2 separate regions of the Gossypium hirsutum genome follow, and region 2 is linked to region 1. A link is a contact called in public Hi-C data. All regions are on one chromosome and are shown on one strand. The core of a region is the stretch at or near the end of the contact, and the rest is flanking DNA. Distances in the headings are between cores, read along the strand shown. Region 1 has its middle 80 kb from the start of LOC107956914. Region 2 holds the start of LOC107934460 (trihelix transcription factor PTL).

What was found. Hi-C and Micro-C count contacts between places; a contact is called where the count stands out from the background.
Region 2: a Hi-C map of leaf shows a contact between it and region 1, with 4 times the contacts expected there. The contact joins the promoter of LOC107934460 here to the enhancer-like site in region 1. A contact is called at or near these places in 9 of 34 Hi-C or Micro-C datasets (anther, callus, leaf and 1 more).

Annotation. Positions count from the first base shown.
Region 1 is chrA01:56,691,835-56,699,219 of Gossypium_hirsutum_v2.1, reverse strand. No RefSeq gene overlaps it. Among protein-coding and RNA genes, the nearest start is that of LOC107956914, 80 kb to the right of the region's middle. Within about 2 kb of position 3,074, at least 3 of the 9 cell types and tissues checked have an H3K27ac peak or open chromatin away from gene starts, as enhancers often do. A contact at or near this core is called in leaf, where this site is marked.
Region 2 is chrA01:56,979,278-56,986,662 of Gossypium_hirsutum_v2.1, reverse strand. LOC107934460 (trihelix transcription factor PTL) reads right to left here and starts at 4,518. Exons shown (of 2, transcript XM_016866892.2): 1 at 3,936-4,518; 2 at 1,969-3,392. The coding sequence starts at 4,375. The coding sequence ends at 2,249.

The DNA.
Region 1 (7,385 bases), core at 1,825-4,324:
GTAGGGTTATGTGTGTTTGCTTTGAAAGAGATAATCAAACCATGGCATGCAGAGCAGCAAAATGTAAGAGCAAAATTTTCGCAACCATCATTATAAAAAGGGCCCACTTAAAGATATAAGGCTATTGGAAAGCAAGTGTATTCAATGAGACTATGTCTCCTCCATATCTTCATTTCAATATTGCAGCCTATGATAAGAAATTTCTATTCATCGAGATCCAAATGTCGGGGCAGCTTTCGAATGATGGGTATCGACCCCATGCACGATAGATGGGATTGCTCAATAATTACACTGAGAAACACATATTTCAATTTGTGACATTTAGATCAAGGATTTAAGTGAGATTGTGAGCGACATAGATACTGTCACAATTGGTTATATAGTAAATATTGACATGGAGAATCAAAACTAAGATCACAGCTGAGTTGAACTATATTTTTATTTATATACACTTAAATTAATGTTGTGTGACTTTATTTAACATATTTTAATACTGTTTTCAATTCGGCTCTAGAATGGTTTCTTTAATCCATACTGAAATTTTATATAATATTCTAAAAGTATATTAGTTTTTAAAAAATCAAGCCAAATATATTTATAAAGTTGTATAATAGCTAAACAATTATAATAAAAATATATAAATATTTTTAAAATCAAGATATATGTTATATATTCTTATAAACTAAAAAATCATAATTAAAAATATAACAAATAGTTACAAAACATATTAGTCAATATATTGGGGTGGACGGATTTTATCTAAATTTTACCTCTAAAATTTTAGAGTGTTTTTAAAAATTCACATAAAAATTAAATTTGAGTGTAAATATTTGTTTAATTAAAAAATATAATTGTTTGTAGGTATATTACATGTTTAAATAATTAATACAATTATACTTTTTAATTTTTTTTAAATGGTTGAAATTCAAAGAATTATGTAAATAATCCATCATTATAACTTTAAATTTATATATAATATGGCAAACTATAAAAAAATGATAATAAGATACTTTAGACAGTGTCATTTCGGTTGGGCACTTTATGTGGGGAGAGAGTAGGGGCTGATTACTTAGCCGGAGCCCGGAAAACACCCAAGAAAGAGGAGTAGGGGTTGGCAACCCAATGCCAATGTTTTTTTTTGTTTTATAGGGTTGAATTGTAGTTAAAAGTTGTCTTATCGATTTGTGGGAGTGAGTTGTCACCTTTGGAAAGCTTAATCATGAAACATAAGAAAAGCTTAAAGGCTTTGATTTAGGCATTAATTAATTAAAGATATGGGAGTTTCTCTTTATTGGGCAAAGTATCTTGCTTTCAACCATCAAATATCCCATCAACTTTCAATTCAACGAGTTCATTCAGGATCTTCCCCAATTCTGGAACTTGCTACCTCAATTATGCCTTTAATGTCAGCCCACTTTACTCAACATAACTGGCTCATATACACTTTAACTAGTGCTTTCTAAGTGAGCCCCTTTTTTCCAGGATGGGCTCTCCAGGCCATTATATTTCCTTCCCCTTTTCCTTCAAGAGTTCAATGGTTCAATTACTTTTTGGAGTACGGAATTCGAAATTATTCTCACTTTGGGTATGTATTTTTTTTATCTAAATTAATCTTTAATCTTTCCTTCAAAATTTTAAAATTTAGACTTTCATGTGAGAATAATTGTCAAATATTAAACTCCAATATAGAAACAATTCCTAAGTTTAGGAATTAATTTGGATTAAAAAAAAACTAAAACTCCAACGTGAGAGCAATTGCCTAGTTTATACCCTAATATGGAAACATTTATCAAGTTCAATGACTAATTTAGATAAAAAAAAAGTTCAGACCTCAACGTGAGAGTTTTGCTAAACTCAAGTCCCAAAGCTTTATAGCTTTTAACAGGGATGGCAATTCGAATTTCGAATTTATCCAATTCAAATTTTATGGATTCAAAGCAGATATAAATAGACCCCTTCCAATAGAATTCAAATAATCTCAATATGTATCTATTGGTTACAAAATATTTAAATTTTGTTTCTAACAAGTTTGCACCCAAGACCTCTTATACATAAAACCATGTTTTAGCTACTAATATTACTCTTAAACATTAATTATAATTTACACAAATTAATAATTAATGTATAAAAATATAATAAAAATATTTTTTTTAAAATATATATACTAATTAATAATAAAATTAAAATAACTATTTCGTCTTCTTTTAAATATCATGTAGCTTCTAAATTTTTTTTTATCTATAAACCTAAGCAAACAATGAGATGAGACCACCGTAATTCCTAAATTTTTCATTGCTTTTTTTATTATTTTATTAACTCAAGTAGTTAAATTACTTTAAAAGATTTATTTAATATTTATATAATTAAAAGAAATATTATAATATAAATTTATTTTCTAATATCACTTAATTATATTCAATACATGTTATATTATAAAAAATAGTATACATACATGTTTAAGGACATATAATATATCAATTATAACTTATGAATGTATAATAATATTATTATACAATTATAATATTATAATGTGTATTATTTTATTAATGATATGCACCTAAACGTTAAACATGTAACTCATTTTATGGTAGATTATAATATATACAATTAGCATTATATAATTAAGGTAGATTATTTAAGATTACTTACCCTATATACAATTACATTATTATAACATACATTTTTATATCAATGATATGTAAGATTAAACCCTAAACGTATTGTTATAATAGGCGTCGATAATGATAATAGAATGATCACAAAGCAATAATAAAAATAAAAATAAAAACACACAAATTTTACGTGAAAAAACTATGAGCAAAAGAGAAAAAATTCACTAATGTTAAAAACTGAATGGTACAAGATGATGTAATTCCACCAACAAGGCTGAATTAATTCTTGTCAAGGTGAAACAATTTGAAGTTGGGCCGTATTTCCATGAACTACTTCTTCTTGAGATGGCCAAAACAAAGATTGATCATTTGTGTTTACCAATTGAGTCAACTATAGGGGGCGAACCAAGTGAGTCAAAGAAGAGTTTAAAGGGCCTATGTGTGGACGTTGGGAACAAGCCCAAATTAATCATGTTCTGATTGGCCAAGACCAAGTCAAATGCTGATCCAAGAGTTGGATGAGACCCCATTGGGTTTGATTAATCATGAGACACTTTAGGAAGACTTTAAATTAAGTTTCATTTCAGTTTAACAAGTTTGTATCTTTAAATTATGCCTTGAATTATATGTCTGCATCTTTCATTGTGTCTAGCATTATCTGTTCTGCATTTAATTAAGTCATACATAAAAGCATCTCATATGTTAATTAAGTTTGTGTTTTAATTATGTGCATTATGAAAATAAGTTTACATTTTAATTAAGCCATGCATTTATGCATCTTATATGTTAATTATATTTAAGCATACGTTGGAGTTACATATTCATAAATAAATGCATGTATGTATTTATATTATGGTGATTTCTATCATAAATATGTGTTTTAAGTTAAATATTTTAGTAGAATAAGAATATGAAAATTTGTCAATGTTTAATGTCTAATTATTTATCTTGTAGGTGACTATTTATAGGACCAAGAATAACTTTTCAACTCTAATCGATTTCATTCACTTAAAGTTTATTATGGTGGCCGTTCAAATGGATCACAAGTGGCTCTTTAAAATCTTATCGATTTCATGCACTCAAGGATCATTATGGAGCCATTAAAAGAGATGAATGTCAAGCAACATAACATTCGGCCATAAGGGAGATGAAGGGACACTAAACAACACAATTATGGAACATTAAACTTTCAACAAGTGAAGAGACATGACTTTTCAACTATCTGAATCAAGTGACGAGTCATGACTTATTAGTTGCCCTTCATAAAGTTATAATCGAATTTTAAGTTGTGATAAAAGCTAATGTAGCTGCTGAATTTGAATAGTAAAATTAGGGCCTATATATATCTTATAAAAGGACAATGTTGAGGTTAGACAATTATTCTAAATATAAACTTTGTTGGTGAGATTATTATCTCATGGTTCTTCATTGAACTAAGCTAAACTTATCAAACGTTTACTAGTTTGTGGCATTCACCCAATTGTCTTATCAATTCGTTTCCCATCATGAAGTGTGGCGATTTTGCTTACCAACGTTCGAGTATTCTTTCACGTTTAAGTGGGTCATAATTTTAATATAGCTACGGTTTCTTAAAGTATTTAAGTGTTACGGGTCAAGGTTTCCACCAATTAAACCTATTCAAGACAGTCCTTCCATTCAAGCTATTTTCCAAACCCTCCAAGTTTGGAAAATCATATCACAAGAGGAGTTTCGATTATATCTATTTAAGGGTTGAAAAAACCTACGACCCTTGACCTCTCACCCCCACAGATCTCCTTATTTATTTATTCAGTAAGTGACAGGATTCGGGTCACACAAACTCTAACACGTATAGCTAAATTTATGGTAAATTATAATATATACTATTAGCATTATATAATTAGGGTAGATTATTAATGATATGTAATCCTATATACAATTATGATATTAAATGTATGCTTTTATATAATGATATGTAAGCTTAAACTCTAAATGTGGAACAAACTTTATGGTAGATTATAATATATGCAATTATAATTTATTTAGAATTCTTATGTTTAAGTCGTTAGGTACATTTAAATTGTTGTGAAGTTGTTAAGTTTAATTTGTTTGGATTTTTATTTAAGTACTTCTGTTAATTTATTTTACATTTTGAATAAACTTTATTTTGTTTTATTTTATATTATTTTTAAAATTTTAATTTTAACATAATCGAATAGTACTCAATAATTTACAGATTCATATTTTTAGACACATTTGTTAATTCAGATTTAGATACAAATATTGGACCCATTTCTATTCTTGAGTTTTCAATCTACTTTTGAATTTACAGACCCATATTTTTAGACACATTTGTTAATTCATATTTTCTATGCATAAAATAGTTGGATCAACAATCGAATTCATCTCACTATTTTATGATTCAACATAATCTAAAGATAAATTAAAAAGATTTCGCGAATTAAATCCTGATTTTTTTTCTCAATTTATAAATAATTTACTACCACCAATTGGATCATAGATTTGTTATTTTGACATCACTCCTCTCAACCTCATAATTAATTATGCATCTTAATTCACTCAAACTGACTAAATTAAACAGCGGGAGTAGGATTTCATTTTTTTCTTTTTATTTGAAAGAAGATCGGGAACCTTAACTATCATTCATTCTGGATTTTAATATATTTTTAATTTGAAGCAAGCTAATTGAGATTGAAGATCATGTAAGTCACATGTAATCTAATTTCGCTCTTGTTTGTTGTTTCATAGATTTGTTGAATTTTTTTTTAAATTTTAATGATTTAATTTTTTATACATATTTATAATCTAAAATAATTTGATAAATTTTTTTTATAAAAAAATTGTAGAAAATAACAAGTACACAACAATCAATTCTATTTTATTTTGTTTTAATTTTGTATATCCTATAAAAATATTACGTTTAAAATTTAATTTTTGTTTAGAATAAAGTTAAATATTTAAAAATTAAAGATAAAATGTGAAATATATTTTTTTATAATTTAAAATCTATATTTATAAAAAAAATTAATTATATCCCGTAATTAATTTTAAGTGATATATCTAACAATTTTATAATTTAAATTTAGTACTTAAATTTTCAATACTTAATTTTCAACACTTATTTTTTTAACTTTTAATTTTTCAATTTATCAAACAACACTAACATTAAATCTAAGTTTTTATTTTGTTTTAGTTTAGTGGCTTGTTTATTATTTTATTGTGAATTTAATTTTAAAATTTGTATATTCATTTGGGCCCAAACCTCAAACTTAAATTTGAAACCTTCACCCAAACTTAATTTGGGCCTAATTAGAAATACTTTTAAAAAGAACTAAATAAGCCCAAATTGTAACATAGTAAATATTTAGGATCCATTTGTTTACATGTAAAAAGTTTTACGGAAAATATTTTCTACATTTTTCTGTGTTTGCTTTCTAAATAATAGCTTGGTCAACGAAAAATGACTTACAGGTCAACGCAAAATAAGTCATTTTTCCTATAAAATGACTTACCATTTTAAAAAGCGCAAGTCATTTTCTGGAAAAGAACTACTCTAAAGGTAATTTTATTTTTATATAAAAATTAACTTAAATCAAGCGTAATATTATTATATTGATAATCAATTTTATTTTTAGTTTTAAAAACATTTAAAATTATTAAAATATTAATATAAAATATTATATTTTCCAATATTATTAAACATACATATTTAATTATTTATATTTAATCATATAATAAATTATTAATATAATTAATATAATTTATTATCTTAATAAATTATTTAATATTTCAATTTTATTTTAATAATAAATTTTAAAAATAATAATTTTAAACAATATTCTTCACATATTATTGAAAATATTCAATATTAATATTTTAATAATAAATATTTATTACAATTATAAATATATCAATAATAAATGTTTTGTAGTATAAAGGTTAAAATATATCATAAGTCTATGTACTTTTCACGAATTTTTAATTTAGTTGTACTTTTTTTTTAAGAATTTAGTCTCTCTACCTTTCAGATTTGAAAATCAAGTCCAATTGTTGACATTGTTAATTTGTTTTCAATTTTCTTGATGTCACATTTTTAAATAAAAAAAACTCACTTGGTAGTCATGTAACTAAAAAATGGCGTTGTAATGAATCTGAATTTAACAAAATATTTTTAATATATGTAAAAACAATGTAAAATATAAATTTATAGATATAAAATAAACTCAATTAAACAATGAAAAGATAAGAAAATTTTAAACATATGTTTGTTTCATTGAAAACAACTTTTATGAAATATTTTTAAGAAATCTATCAAATAATGGAAAATATTTTACATAGATTCATCCAAACACCAGAAAATATTAACTTTTCCAGAAAAGTAAGTCATTTTCCAAAAATTTTTTTCTGGAAGCCATTTTTAGTAAAACAAATAGACCCTTACTATATAAAAAATTTCTTGAAATTTATTTATTTTTTCAACGTAGTTCAATTCCAAACAAAAGATTTTTGTGGAGTGTGCCTTAAATTTACGAATTGATATTGCAACGACGAAGAGCAGACATCCTGATGACGAGACACTCGACATCCAGACGAGAAGAAAATAATGTCCCGATGACGCGAAGAATAACATCCTGACAAGGGACATACGACATGGCAATGTGTTTCCCAATTCAACCATGTTTTCTTCTCCTAGTTAAACTTTGCTATTGTTTATTAGTTAAACTCTAATTAGTCTAGGGTTATTTTAGTCGCATTTAACCTACGAATTTAGCC
Region 2 (7,385 bases), core at 3,269-5,768, 290 kb before region 1:
GCCTTAAATCTGAATCCTAAATTTAAATTCCCTTGATATTCAAGTTCATTCGCAAGCCATTTCTTTAGACCATTTTGTATTATATGTTGGACAACCATCCATGGACCATAATTATTGCATACTATCAGTTGATCCGTTGTCTTCTCCAACACCGATGTTTGATCCATCTTTGATCGTTAATCGTTAGTCTCATCCCTTTGCCTCATAGGGTGAGCGTCCTTCGTATGACCATAGTGACCCCCAAGTGAATAAAATATTGGATGAAAATCCATACTAAACCCTTTATAGAACTCCTTCGACCTAAATTTTAGAAAGTAATGACCTGCTCAAATTAATTGATATTGCCATTCTTTCAAACCGCCCCTTCACAGCACTACTAGTATTACTATCAATTTTCACTACTTTACCTACCAGCAATGGCATGTAGCTTCGGTTATACCAAGCACCAGAGGGACCTGGTAATCTAATCCAAACCACCACTTGATTTGGATGATGTTGCAAGGTCAAGAAATCCTTTATCCAAGGTTGAACGATTAGGCAATGGCTAAAGATTATTCAGGGGCCCTTCTGACAGTACCTGAGAATAGTCATTAGCAAGATCCATAAGTTGCACGGTTTGCGTCGGCTTCCATAAAGCCTAGATTTTATTTAAGAGCATATTAAAGCCAATCTTTCTACCAGGCAATTTTATGATGATCAACTGATTCATGCTTTATTTGACTAGATAATGAACCCTTTCAAAAAAGGAGGTCGAAGGTACTCTATCTACCTTTTCAATTATTACGTAACCTTCCAATTTCACTATCATCATCATCCTCTATAGTTGAAGCATTCGTTTTCCCTGTGAGCAACGCATGTACTTTATCTTTGAAAGAGACCATCCCCTCATCTGTATGTTCTACCATCATTCCACCGCTATCTGGTCAATCCTCTTCGCCCAAGCGAACCTTCTTCGTGACCCTACCACCCACTCCTTTGGGGACAACTTCGATCCAGAACTATCGCCAATTATGTTGTTATAATATTTTTCTATCTTATCTTTTGATATCTAATTTATTTACGTTTGTTGTATGATAAAAATGACCATTAAAAATCCTTTATTTCTTCGACCCAACCACTCTTCTGATTTTGAGAAAAAAGAATTTATTTATCAATATAAGTCATTTATATATTCATGTCAAAATAATAAATAAATAGGACTCATAAAAAATTATTTACTTCTAGGGAAAAACTTTTACTGCATTAGGCTAACTCCAAAACTCAATTTTATTAAATTTAAATATAAACTCGATTCAACTTAATCTTAAAAATTTAACAACTCGAATCTTTGTAACTTGAAACCAGAAATTATCCAAGAACGAAATTATTCAAACTCGAAATAACTAAAACAAGCAAGTCAAAATAATATGAAGTAAAATAAATCTAACTCGAAAACTTGACTATTAAATCTAAATGCCCCAAATCTAAAATGATCTAAACCTAAAATGACCAAAATATTTTAAAAACTCCCCAATTCAATCCAAAACCAAACCGGTTCATCCTATCAAAATCTAAATGAGATTACAAGTTTTTTATTAGATATTTATTAGTTAAATTTATTTATATCGAACAAATATTTTACCTTTAAAAAAAACAAATATAAATGGAATATCAAATAGAATGATCTCGAGTATATATATGTAAAACCCGTTAATCCTTGGCCTACTTATTTGATACAAATGCAAACAAAATCTGAAAGATTTGCATTCTGGTTTACAATCTGATCCAAAGTCACTGTTTCCTTAACCTATGCACCGTACTTCAGAGAAATTGTACATAAACTTTTGCACACGTGGGGGCAAATGCCCTCTATAATGCAGAGATATTTCATCAGACATTTACTAAACAACAAATTCTCAGTAAATATATATTGAAAGAAGAAGAAAGAATGAAAGTGATAATGAAGAAGTATCATAAATCAAGTTTCCATGCACTAAATCAACTATATATATTGAAATGCAGTGGTTTTTCCTTTTCCGCTCTCCCCTGCAAGATATATTAAATCAAACCCATTAATCCATATTTGAATTAGCTAAGAACAACATGAAACACAGTTTGCTGTACATAAATTTTCAAGAGTCAAAGATCAGTCAAACTGCTTGCTTACACATTCTACACAGCCTCTCAAAAGAGAACTTACCCATGTGGGATGGATTACAATAATTGTGAAACCTGTCATCTTTTGTTTGAACTTACTGGTTTTTTTTCATCAGTTGCTGAGTTTCAGACCATAGTTTTCCCACAAGTTATTATCTCCATCAGCCATGAAGAAGCGAAAGCAACTATCGCTTACAGCATGAGAAGAGCCGTCATTTGGTTGGAGTCTCAATGTCTCAGGTCCTTGAGTGAAAATGGTCTCATGGGGTTGATAATAATCAAAGCCTCTTGAGTTCTCCTTTCTCTTTTTGTTACTCTCCTTGGTTTTCATTAGGGTATATGAACCACCAATGGTATCCCATTTGTCTTTGCACATTAAACCACTCCTTTCAAATCCTAAACACCCCATCTTAGCGGCGATTTCCTCCCACAAAACCACCTCTTCTGAATACCCTACTTGTTGGAACCTTGTTTCCATGGCGGTCCTCAGCTGTATGAGCCTAGAAACCTCAGCTTCTTGCCACCCATCAGCCTTAACAGTGTGGTTAATTGTTCCATTCCCATTTTCATTATGGTTTTCACCGTCAGATGATGCCGCCTTCAACTGTTTGCCAGCCAGGTTCTGTAATGCCTCCATTAAAGCAGCATCACGAGCTTCAATCCATGCTCTCTCTTTAGCCCAAAACTTATGCTCTCTATCTATTCTTATTGCTGCTTCTTTCCTCCATTGTTCTTCCCTTAAAACCCTCTCTTGCTCCTTTTCCTCGAGCGTCTTGGTCAGTTTCACAAGCCATGCCTCTTGCCTCTCCATTAGCTTCCCGATTTGCGAGTCGATGAACTCTTTTATCTTGGCTTTCCAGCTTCTGCAACCCCTTTTCTTTTTCAGCTTTGCACTGCTTAAATCATTGTTATCTGAGGAACAAGTGTCGAATTTTGAGGAACTTGAGAGACTAAGACTATCACTGCAAAGCTTTTGCGAGTGATAGATCTCTTGATTTGCTTGAGTATTGATGCTATTTTGAGCGCCATGAAACAGAAAACTGTTGCCGATTAGGGGAGTTTCTTGGCCTAAAACTCCATTGTTGTTGCTGGTATCCCCATATAAAGCTTCAAGTTGACGAAAGAATCGATAGTGTTTACCATCCTGTCTCCCAGCCTTGCCTTCCTTAGTCTTTTTATAATATTTATACAAGTTTTCGAATTTCTCCCTGCATTTTTTCCCACTCCTTTGGTACCCATGTTCCTCAAACATGACTCTACAGCACCAACAAAAAAGGGAAGGAAATGGCAATAAATTAAACTTTAAACCTATTAGAAAACAGATGAACCCTAATTCAAATTTGTATGACCATGGAAATATCATGTGATGAATGTTGATAAAGCTCTTATTTGACCATTCAAAATTGAAAAATAAAGATGGGTCTTTCGGCAAGGGACTGATGAAAACGTCTTTTCATGGATAAAACTTGCAGATGGGTACTTAAAACATCCAAAAGGTTAGTCATTTTTATAGTAAAAACCAGTAAAAACTTGCACAATAATGGAGGCAACACATTTTCAAAGGAAAAAAAGAGAGCAAGTCAGTTGAAGACTATAGAAATGATCAGCTATCGTTTATTTTCTTTAAAAATAAATAAAAGAAGAAAACTCGTGTAATACTGTTCCTGGTTTGAACCCCATTTCATATCTTTAAAAGGAGAAACAATCCATGGAGTGAAGTTGCTAGCTTTGGGAATGGAAGAAAATAGAGAATTAGGGTATGGAGAGCATGGAAGAATAAATATATTATTTGTATATACCTGGAAACTTCATCCCACAAAGGACCCTTTTGATTAGCTTCTTTGAACTTGGGGTCGAGATGAGATCTGATCTCAAGAAGTGTTAAGGTCTCTTGTCTCGGCCACCTTCCATTTCCTCCATCACCTCCAAAAGCAGTGGCTTCACCGTCGAACCCACAGCTGGGACTAAGTGTGGAAGCACTAGTGACAGTGGCAACAGCAGCCATGGGAGTGGCATTAGTATTACCAGTAGAATCAGAAGGGAACTCATGTCTACCCACCATTTGCATCACATCGAAGGGGTGGTGGGGTTGCTGCGGTGGCGGCAGATTCCGGTGGTGGCCGGGGGAGAATAACTCAGTATCCTGTGGAATTGCTTGGAAATTGATGGGTTTTCCGTTGAGTAGTTGCCTAAGATCGGGTATGGCATATTGATGGTGACGATGATCCTCCATTTCCATATCGATTTATGAACCCAAAAAGAAAAAAAACAATGGAAAAGGAAAAGGAAAGAGTAGAGTAAAGCTAAAAAAATAAAAATAAAGAGTGAAAGAGAAAGGTTTTAATAGAGAGAAAGAGTGTATGAAAGAGAGAGAAAGCGGCAGACTCGGATCGTGTCGTCCACGAAAAATCTCCAAATTAAGCTTAGGCCAACGGTCCCACACACTACAAATATACGTATTTTGCTACAATCCTTTCCAAAATTACCTACATTTGTACATAGTTGGAGTGCCTATTAATCCTAACCCAGGTTAATTTGGGTGTACCTTAATTTGGATTTTGATATTTATTTTGTATCCGCTTATTTTAAGTAAAAGAATTTTTAAATTTTTTATAAAAATATTTATTCATTCTTTTTCAATTTATAAGAGTAAATTAATTTATGTTAATTTTAAAAGTAAAAGTGAATAATTAAAGATAATTAATTATGGTATTAATATCTTTAATCAATTGCAAACGATTTTAGCTCTCGATGTTTATATATTTTGTCAATTTAGTCTAAGTTCTAAAAAATTTAACAAATTTAGTCTCAATATTTAGCATTTACATAAATGTTGCAGGATAAATTTGTTAAGTTATTACCAAATTAACAAAATGTGTAAATTTTAATGGCTAAATTTATTATTATACTAATCAAAATTATGTACAAATGATAGAAAACATTAACGTCATGGTTAATTATTCTTAGTTTCTCACATTCAAAATTGATAGGAATTAAATTGCGCAGATTTTTTAGAAGGACTAATTTGTCCGATTTCAAAATTAAAAGAAACTAAAAATACATTTTTACCGATTTTTTTAAATTTATCATTTTAAATTATTTATTCAAATTATTGTTAATCCAAGCCACTCTAGATTCTAATCATTTTAGGTTTGAGTTATTTTGTGTCCAAATCATTTTGAATTAAACAATTTTAAATTAAAAACTTAAATTATTAATTTTTTATAATAAAATTAAATTAAATCGATATCGAACTGGTTTTTGAATTGGGGCGAAAATCAAGGGTAGTGTCAAAACATTCCAATCACAACCCATTCCTCGACCGCGAGAAAAACCTTTGGGCCCTTTGGGGCTTGGAAGCCTTAAACACTTCATCATTTTGATAGATTCTTAAGCTGAATTTGTCAATTGTCATTCATTTCTGCACCTTCCTCTATTGATCCTTATTACCAACACATTTAATTCAGGTTTTCTATATTTGATATTATTTAGTGACTTTCGCTATTGTTTGGATAACCTTTGTTAGCATGTTCATTACCACTAATATAATTTTAATAACCTATGATATTCGATATAGTTGTATTAACCTTTGGCATACTTTCAATTTGGTAGCTTTTGATATAATTTTAATAACTTTTAATATGATTTTTATAACCCTTTGATATAAAGTGTGTCGAAACCATTTTTTTGAAAACAGGAAATCAACTTTTGAAAACGAAAAGTTGGAAGTCGCCACCAATCGTTTTTAATAGGGTGTGATTGGACCACCTCAAAACACGGTCGTTTTTAATAAATAAATAAATTTTTCAAAACGACGATTTTAGTCTGCGAAAATAGAAAACCGGTTCGGGAGTCAGTTACGTACGAGGAAGGATTAGCACCCTCGACACGCCCAAAATTAATACTTGATTGATTATTTAGTGTCTTAATGTCAAAAATTAAAGATTTGGACAGAGTTCAAAACGCGATCCTCCTTTTATTGGCTTTTAAAACATTTAGGTAAGTCAAATGTGTATTAAAGATCATCTCACCTCAAGGTAAAACATTACATCCAGTACGTTAGGACACAACATTTTTTACCCTCAATTGTAAGCTTGCCTTTAAAACGTGCGTTTTAGCCTTAAGAGGATATTCGAATATTCAAAACAAACAAAGAAAGCGAAACCCAATACGTTAGGGCACGATTCTTCGAATTCTTTAAATACCGAACATTGCCTTTATTGTGAAATTTTTTTAGAGTGAACTGGTAAGAGGATATTCGAATATTCAAGACAAACAAAGAAAGCGAAACCCAGTACGTTAGGGCACGATTCTTCGAATTCTTTAAATACCGAACATTGTCTTTATTTTGAAAAATTTTGAGAGAAGATCAATGGATAAATGAATTAAGGACATAGATTTTTTTTAAAAATGATGATAATAGACAACATGAAAATAATAATATGAGAATAATGCTAACCATTTATAAATAATAAAAAATAATAATAATAGTAATTAATAGAAATAATTAATAAAACAATAGTAATAATAAATACAATAATGTAATAAACATTGTGCTAATAGTATTAATAATAATATTAAAAACATGATGATAATAACAAAAAATATGTTGACGATAACATTAAATATGGGGGATAATAGTAAAAAAAATAAAAAAAAATTGGAATAACAATGTTAAATTAGTAATAGTGAGAAATAGTAAATAATAATAATTTGATATAAAAATGGTAACCGATAATAAACAATGGTATAAAAAAATAATATAATAAGTCTATGTATAATAGAAATTTATATTTAAAATAATTACCTTCGCTTAAATATATATATTTACATAATAAATATATAATAATAAATAGATATTATAATAATATGAAACATAACTCAAATTAATTAAATTAATAGAAAATATAAAAATATAAAAATAATGAGAATAAAGCTCAAATTAATTAATTTAACAGTAAAATAACAAAAATAAAAAAGAGGTTAAATTGAATTAAAAATGAAAACTTTGGGGCCAAATCAGAAAGGAAATAAAATCAGAGGTAAACTCCCTCTCTTTTTCCTTCTTTCGTTTGTGTAAAGAAAAAATGTGAACACCAAAGTAAACAAAATTGATTAATATTAAAAGTTACCTTAAAAATCTGATTTGTATTCTCTTTGATTTCGTATGTGTATCCTCTAAAAAATTCACCCCAAAAATCCTCTAAAAATCTTCTCCAAATCCCCCAATACAATAGTTTTTCCATAGC